Linked DNA regions of Mus musculus: region 1 is linked to region 2. The links are chromatin contacts, called in public Hi-C maps. All regions are on one chromosome and are shown on one strand. Each heading gives the region's core, a stretch centred on a gene start, on an enhancer-like site or on the middle of the called end of the contact. The rest is flanking DNA. Distances are from core to core; before and after follow the strand shown. Region 1 overlaps Rin2 (Ras and Rab interactor 2). Region 2 overlaps BC039771 (cDNA sequence BC039771).

What was found. Hi-C and Micro-C count contacts between places; a contact is called where the count stands out from the background.
Region 1: a Hi-C map of bone marrow-derived macrophages shows a contact between it and region 2, with 48 read pairs. The contact joins two enhancer-like sites. A contact is called at or near these places in 1 of 15 datasets of contacts at CTCF or cohesin (the NIH/3T3 cell line), 3 of 484 Hi-C or Micro-C datasets (the AML12 cell line, bone marrow-derived macrophages and dorsal root ganglion neurons) and 1 of 115 datasets of contacts at active chromatin or transcription factors (bone marrow-derived macrophages).

The regions. Positions count from the first base shown.
Region 1 is chr2:145,801,290-145,805,451 of GRCm38.p6, forward strand. The region is part of intron 2 of Rin2 (Ras and Rab interactor 2); the gene reads left to right. Among named protein-coding and RNA genes, the nearest start is that of Rin2, 17 kb to the left of the region's middle. Within about 2 kb of position 2,817, at least 15 of the 459 cell types and tissues checked have an H3K27ac peak or open chromatin away from gene starts, as enhancers often do. A contact at or near this core is called in bone marrow-derived macrophages, where this site is marked.
Region 2 is chr2:145,729,082-145,733,287 of GRCm38.p6, forward strand. The region is part of intron 2 of BC039771 (cDNA sequence BC039771); the gene reads left to right. Among named protein-coding and RNA genes, the nearest start is that of Gm34513, 7.4 kb to the left of the region's middle. Within about 2 kb of position 1,615, at least 39 of the 459 cell types and tissues checked have an H3K27ac peak or open chromatin away from gene starts, as enhancers often do. A contact at or near this core is called in bone marrow-derived macrophages, where this site is marked.

The DNA.
Region 1 (4,162 bases), core at 1,567-4,066, 73 kb after region 2:
TTTTTCCACCAAACTACCATTGCCTGTTACCCCTTTTACAGGTAAGCAAACAGAGGCATGGGCCAGTTACAGTCTTGCCCCAGGGGTCGCACAGGAACGAGAGCCAGAGAAGACTTCATACCATAGCTATGGGTCCAGATTTCATTAGGGAGCTAAAGGTTAGCCTTTCCTTGGAACAAGAAGTCCTGCCTGTGGCCACTGGCACTGGTCCCCATGCCCAGGAACTGCCAGTCTGAGCAGGAATGGGTGCGGCCCCCAGAGCAGCTGGCTACACTTCCGCTGTGCCAAGGGTACATTATTACAGATTTTGAGGGCAAGGAACAGAACTGACAGAACTTTCCAGAAAAGAGCTCTCCCAACAGGAATGTGCAAAGTGAGTTTTGGAGAGCCATTTGAAATCAAAGAAGGGATTGCCGGCAGCCTGGTGTCATTCCTGGGTGCACTGTTAGAAGTTTTCATTTCCTCAGAGGGGAGTGGTTTTTACTGATAGAGTTTTAAGTTTCGTAAAAGTTGCCATCGTAGCAGGAGGATTCCTGTAAAGCCATTCATTACCCTCGTTCCAGCTCCCTAATCACTTACACGTGTCCCCACTTGCTCTCTCACTGTCTCTCTTCCTAAGTCCACAAGACTGCATTGGTGCCAGTGTGCATGAGTGTGTGTGTGTGTGTGTGTGTGATTTCCTCTTTCTATAGGAGTTATAGTCACAAGTAGCATATTTTCTGGGTCACTTGAGAGTATACTGGAAGAACCCCCTAAGTATGTACCCCTAAATCCTGAGAACATTGATAGCTATCTATTCATCTCTCCTCTCTCTCTCTCTCTCTCTCTCTCTCTCTCTTCTCTCTCTCTCTCTCTCTCTCTCTCTCTCTCTCTCGTATTTTGAGGCAAGGTGTCGCTGTGAACCTAGGCTGGCCTTGGACTCAAAGTCAAATGCCCTGCTTCTAGATTTCTGGGAACACAGGTTTATGCCATCACATTTGGCTATAAATTTTGTTATTTCAGCACAGTCCACGATGAAAACCAAAAAACGTAAACGTTGACCTGAGAATCTTCTGTAGCCCATTCCCTGGGTTTGTTGATGGCTCAGCTATGTCCTTTAAGGAACTTCTTTTCCCACCTTCCTAGATCCAGTCAGGATCTCCCATTGTCACAAGTCTTTAGTCTCCAAATGATTCTGCTGCATTTGTCCTGACAATTCCATGTTTCATTTCCTCCTGAAATGCCATGCGTCATAGGGAGGACTCCCATCAGTGTTCAGTCTAATGAATTTTCACCAAGTCCATATACTTGGTACTGATTTTAAATGGTGCTTATGTGTGAAGCCAAGAAATAATGCTGTGACTATAAGAATGGCTGATTCTCATGAGTGAGTCCAAGATCTGGGGGCATGGCTCAGTGTCAGCACACTTCCCAGTATGTGCAAGGCCCAGGGTTCCATCTCCTATGTCACCAGCATGCTGGGTAATCTTCAGTGTCAACATGACTGGATTTAGAATCATTAGGAGACTGAAGCACGCCTGTCTATGAAGGCATTTCCAGAGCATGAACTCTAGTGGGAAGGTCTAACTTAGCAATGAGTGGCACCACTCCATGGACTGGGTGGGCTGGAAGCACAGGTCGATTGAAAATAGGACAAGGGATAACTGAACACAGGCCTCCACTTCCACCAGTCCATGCCTGCTTCCTGCTTCCTAGTTTGTCCTGATGTGAATGGCTGTCTCCACCATGCCTTTCCAACAGTCTGACCTCTCCAGAACTGTGAGTCACAACTAATCCTTCCTTCTACAAAGTGTTTCTTTCAAGCATTTTGATCACAGTGGTAATAGAATAATCAATACAACTGAAAACTAAACAAACAAACAAACAAACAAACAAACAAAAATCTCACGAATGAGCCCAGTATCTGGATGTGCAGTAAGCCATGGCCTTGGGACCACACAAGAGAAGTAGACCATGAGCCGGGCGTGGTAGTGCACGCCTTTAATCCCAGAACTCGGGAGGCAGAGGCAGGTGAATCTCTGAGTTCGAGGCCAGTCTGGTCTTCAAAGTGAGTTCCAGGACAGCCAGGGCTACAGAGACAAACCCTGTCTCAAAAAAAAAAAAAAAAAAAAGAGAAGTAGACCATAGCTCCCATTGAAGGACTCCAAGGTCTTCCTTTGCTTGTATTCCTAGCCGTCTGGACGTCAGGATTTGTTTTTAAGGCTATTATTCCATTGTGTGCATATGCCACATTTTATTTATGTGTTCTTCCATCCATCCGGGGACCTTGGGCTTGGCAGTTATGCATAGTGAGATTATACACAGGAGCTGGATTCCTATAGCAGCTTGCTCCTATTTCCGACTTACCACTCGACGTGTTTCGATAGCTAGATCAAGCTGAGCATTAAAAACAGATTCCAAGGCTCGATCTCAACTTCAAGAGTCTTCCTCAACTATGTGTCAACTAGATTCAGACAAAAGGCATCTGGTCAGAGAAAATGTGCTCTGCTGGAGCAAACCGCTACGAGCCAGATAAGACAGGGGCTCCCCACTTTTCTCCATAAACACAAAGAGAGAGGGGTGGTGTTTGAGCTTGTCTAGTTTGGTCATCTCTGTCACATCAAATGGGCCCTCTTGGGATATCTCAGTCCAGCTTCTCGATTGCAGAAGGCTGGTCCACATTAGAAAGATCCTGGCATTCTCAGGACGATGGTAATCCCTCACCACCCCACCGACTGAGCAGCAGGGCCATGCTTTACTGTCCTGGCTAGTTGATACCATCAGGTACGGGAAAGCATTTAGTTCCCAGAATCTGAGCGTGTCCCACACAGAGATGACCTCATCCCCTGTGCAAAGAACCAGTGACAGTGCAGTGGGGGAGGGGCCGCTTCACACTTGGACTACTCTAGGCCTTCATGTCAGATGACATTCGGTGTCCCCACCATTCAGAAGCTGGAACTGTGTTATTATGATTGTTTCTTTAAAAGTGAATCTCAAGCCGGGCGTGGTGGCACACACCTTTAATCCCAGCACTCAGGAGGCAGAGGCAGGCAGATTTCTGAGTTCGAGGCCAGCCTGGTCTACAGAGTGAGTTCCAGGACAGCCAGGACTATACAGAGAAACCCTGTCTCGAAAAACCAAAAAAAAAAAAAAAAAAAAAAAAAAAAAAAAGTGAGTCTCTACAGCATGGGTTTGTCAACAAGCAAACAAGCATCTATGCCGTAGCAATAGCAAGCCCACAAACAAGACAAACAAAACCCACAAACAAAAGACTACTGTGGTGTCTGGTTTTGTTATTGTTTGAATCGTAGGTAAGTGTGTGTCCCATAAAATTTGTAACTATAGCCATTTTTAAACGTCTACTTCCTTGGCATTAAGTACATTTAAATTATTGTGCAACCGTCACCACCCTTCAGCTCCCAAACTCTTTTCATCTTGCAAAACTGAAACTATCCTCACCAAATAGTCAGCGGTTTCCTCTCCTCTTTGTTACCGGCATTCTCTCTGCTGCTGTGAAGATGACAGCTTTAGGTTCCTCCTGTGAGTGGGCTCGAGACATGTATCCTTCTCTGACTAACTAGTTTCATCTAGCAAAATATCTTCAAGATCTATCCAATGTTGTCTCCTGCATCAGAGTGTCCTTCCTTACTCAGGATTAATAATAGCCTTCGGTCATCACACCATACTTAACCCATTTTCCCGTGTGTAGCGCCAGCATTTCTGAGAGCCACAAACACTTCCACTGTTCCTCCACAGTTGACAGTGTATTTTTAAAGACTGCTGCTCAAGTCTCTTGCCCTGAATGGGAAAATTAAGTCTCTAATTAAGGAGCCCACTCACTTACAAGAAACACGACCAGAGTGTGTTGCGGTGAGCCTGTGACAGGACTGACATTGAATCTCAGTCTCTATTTTGAAATGAAAACCTCAATGTCTGCTGTCTGAGAGCGATGAACTACTTAGGAAGCATGCCAGGGATTCAGGGACCTGGGATGAGATTCTAGAAGCTTCCATGTTGCTTTCCATGATGACTACACTAAGCCATGCCGAGGCCAATAAGAGGGGTACATTCTCTAGGGCCAGGCCAATAAGAGGGGTACATTCTCTAGGGCCAGGACAGCTGCCCTTGTTTTGGGGGGAAACGATTGTTTTCTCTCTCATGGCCAAACTCATTTTGATTCTTA
Region 2 (4,206 bases), core at 365-2,864:
TGTCTGGGGTATAGTTTTAACATGTTTTAAGGAGGGAGGCATTTGGAAACATAGATAACTTATAGAAAACTAGATGTGTTGGTAATATGATCCCAAATGTTTCATGTGAAATGATCGATAATATCTTTGGGTCTTACTAAGTGACAAAATGTGCTGTGTAGTTTAGAATAAAACACGGTATCCTTAAATGCTGAACACAGAAAGCAAGTGTTTCTCGTGTTTGCTCTGAACCGTTTCATGGCAGGTGAGACGTAAATGTGTACTTGAAAAGTCACAAGTGGGGTGTGAAAGCAGGGATTGCTGAGGTTTGAGAAGCTTGGCCGTAGGAGATTCACAAACGTGGGGAAGAGAGTCACCCAAAGCCAGCCACTCTGACGCTATCTATACCCAGGCTGTCTGCTGCAGGCTCGACTCTCTTGAGCATTTAGGTTTGTGAGTGGTACGTGGATAGGTGACCGTGCTGTACACCTCCTCTGCCCTCTTTTTTTCTCTTCCTCGGTGCCTCCACCAGCCCGATGCTTCCTGATCCTGACTCATGGTGACTGTTCACAGCAACTGCTGCAGTCATGTAACATTCTACCCAAGGCTGCTCCCCCTCCCCACCCACATTGTTAAAGTCATTCAGCCCCTGATTTTTAAAGTCTACATGCTCATCTATAGGGCCAAAATAAACTAGATCCCCTCCAAACATTAATTCAATACTATGAATTAATTTTATGAAATTTGGCTATGTCTTGTTTTTCTACTCACAAAGAGGCTCAACATTTGTTTCTGCGTGGTTGTAATAAGCTCATACATCGAGTCTGAGCTTCATGGCTTTGTGTTTGCTTCCAGAAGGTTCCATAGTGATGGATTCCAGTAACTTTGAAGATTGCTTGTGAGATAATCAGATTTGTTTGTTTTGGTTTTTTTTTTTATTTCATTTGAATGGATTTAATCTTATCCTCTTATCTAAAGCTATTAAGTAATTCATTTTGAGAATTAAATTATGCTAGAGAAAAGACAATACAGCAGAAGCTTTTATATGTAAAGATAAAAGGAATATAAAGCAAAAAGTCAAAGTTTCAAAGTTTGGTGGTATGCAAAAGAAATCAAAGAAGGCATATAAAGGAATGTTGAAGAGTATCAAAAACTATTACATTGCTCCCCTTTGCTTCTCACCACTCCTGAGTTTGCTGACAAGAGTTCAGTTGTTTTGTGCAGTTGCACTGGGACGATGCTGGTTTACTTTGTCATCATTGCGTTTCTTTGTTTTGGAAAGTCACTTTTCTGCTGCTCCTTTACACGCCATAAAAGCGGAAGCCACCCCGACATTCTCGGTGTGGTATTTGCTGATACTGAAGTGTGTTTATGTGGTTTCAATCTGTAGTCCCCAAACCCCTGCTCCTTAACCTTTTCTTTTGGATAATGTGAATCATGGTTCGTTTTTGTTTTTTGTTTTGTTTTTTTTTCTTCTACCCTCGGCTCCATGATTCAGAACCATTCACTTCCTCAGGATCACTAAATTGCCCCCACAGCCCTCTGGGAAGCTGATTTGTCATGACTGAGCAAGCCACCTTGTGTGCCATTGGCCAGCACCAGCTGAATAGCTACCCTGAGGGAGTGGGATAAAGGTGGCCGCCACATCCTGCTTTGGGGAAGTGACAAAAGGCCCAGTCTTGAGGATGTGTCTGCTTTGTAGCAGTGCATGGGTTCCTCTTTATTTATAATGTACAGATAAATCTCATATTGAGAAAAGACAAAGCTGTCTCATTGGTGGACTCACTTCTACTCACAAGGTGCAGTTATAAGAGTTGAGCATCACCATCCCCACGGGTTCATGGTACATGTTTGTGAGTGACTTGAATTTTACCATATAGATGCAGCTTTGAAAAACTTGGAACGGATTCATATACCCCAAACACATTTGAACTTACTTGAGTCTAATTTCAGAGAAATTCGAGGCAAGAGTTTTTTTTTTTTTTTTTTTTTTTTTTTTTCTGTCCCTCCTTAGACGAGACGTACCAAGTCATTCTGAAAGTGGTACCTTAGTTACGCTCAGGTATTTTCAGTAGTTTCCACTCCGTGTCATCTTGTCCATAGAAAGCTCGAGATTATCAGCCCCAAAGGTAGATGGGACCCCACCTCTACATGAGGCCCTTTTCTTACTTATTGTAAAACAAACCTTTCAGGTTCATGAGACAAAGTAGTTTAAGAATGGGGACAAACATGTAAAGTAGTTACAGGCTGGACACGTGTCAGAAGGTCAGTTTTGCTTTCAGCTTTAGGTAGTGTTAAGACTGAGTTTTTAAAAAAGATTTATTTATTTGTATTATGTATCTGAGTACACCGTAGCTGTGCAGATGGTTGTAAGCTATCATGTGGTTGCGGGAAATTGAACTCAGGACCTCTGCTCGCTTCGGCCCAAAGATTGATTTATTATTATATGTAAGTACACTGTAGCTGTCTTGAGACACAGCAGAAGAAGGCGTCAGATCTCATTACGGATGGTTGCTGGGATTTGAACTCAGGACCTTTGGAAGAGGAGTCAGTGCTCTTAACCGCTGAACCATCTCTCCAGCCCAAGACTGAATTTTTACCTCAGGTTTCCTGTAAGCTTCCCAACATGGAAACTTAGGGATAGAAACACTGGTAGCAAACAGTGCCTCCTGGAAAGGGGTGGATGTCACTGACCCTAAGCTGAGTCACAAGCATACAAAGCTGGATCAAGAGACAGAGAGAAGGCTCGGTCTGTAAAGGCCCTTACCACCAAGCCTGGCAAAATGGAAGCTGAAAGATACTGGAAAATTACCTTTATATTTTCAAAATTAAAATCACTCCATGGTCAGTAGCTTGTTTGGGGTCAGGTACTGTGGAGGGCCAAGGCTGAGGATCAAGTTCTCATGGATTGGATGTAGAGTCTGAGCTTCAGTCAAGAGCTAAAAGCACACATTGGCATTCAAATCCTGATTGCTGTGAATTTCAGTAGTAGTGAAGTGTTATGTTACCTGTCAGACCTATAAAGATTTAATAATTGTTAATGCTCATAGTTTAAAAGAGGTTGTGACATGGTTTAAAATACACACAAAAAAACTAAAAACAAATTTTTTTTAGTTAGTTGAGGTATTGTGGTATATCTATCTGTCTTTGAAGTAATATTTTACACTTATGAAAGAGACAAGGTAGATATATCTGATGAATACACCAGTAGACAGTCTGCGCAGTGATTTCTCTATGTAAAAAATGTGTGTGCACATGTACCTCACATACGAACACATTTGAGCATTCATACATATCCATGTTCCTAACACCTAGTAAGATTTATTTCTAGGTGAATAAAGACTAGAATGTGTTTTAGTCAGGTAGCATGGCCATAACAAAATACTACCAAGATAATAGCTTTTGCAACAGAAATATACTACATTTAGTTCTGAAAGCCAGGGAGGGCTGAGATCAGCGTGCCCACGTGGTTGGGTTCTGGTGAGGGCTGCTTCCTGGCTTGCCGTGGGCTTCCTGACTTGTTGCTGGCTTCCTTCTCCCTACATCCTCAAGTGGTAGAGAATGTGAGCAAGCACTCAGGGAACCGAGGGCACTAACACCATTGTGGGGGGTGGGGTGTACTGGTTAGTTTTGTGTCAACTTGACACAGCTGGAGTTATCACAGAGAAAGGACCTTCAGTTGAGGAAATGCCTCCATGAGATCCAACTGTAAGGCATTTTCTCAATTAGTGATCAAGGGGGAAAAGCCCCTTGTGGGTGGGACCATCTCTGGGCTGGTAGTCTTGGGTTCTATAAGAGAGCAGGCTGAGCAAGCCAGGAGAGGCAAGCCAGTAAAGAACATCCCTCCATGGCCTCTGCATCAGCTCCTGCTTCCTGACCTGCTTGAGTTCCAGTCCTGACTTCCTTGGTGATGAACAGCAGTATGGAAGTGTAAGCCGAATAAACCCCGTCCTCCCCAACTTGCTTCTTGGTCATGATGTTTGTGCAGGAATAGAAACCCTGACTAAGACAAATTGGTACCAGCAGAGTGGGGTATTCCTGTGACAACCTGACCATGTTTTGGGGAGGACTGTGGAAGGACTTTGGAACTTTGGGCTTGAAGATCCATCCGTTGTTAAGAGCTCTGTCGGATGTTGTGTAGGAGCTTGGAAGATAATGTTGAGAACACTGCAGAAGATGGAGGTTTGGTTTGTGAAATTTCAGAGGGAAAATTAAAGACTTTTTTCA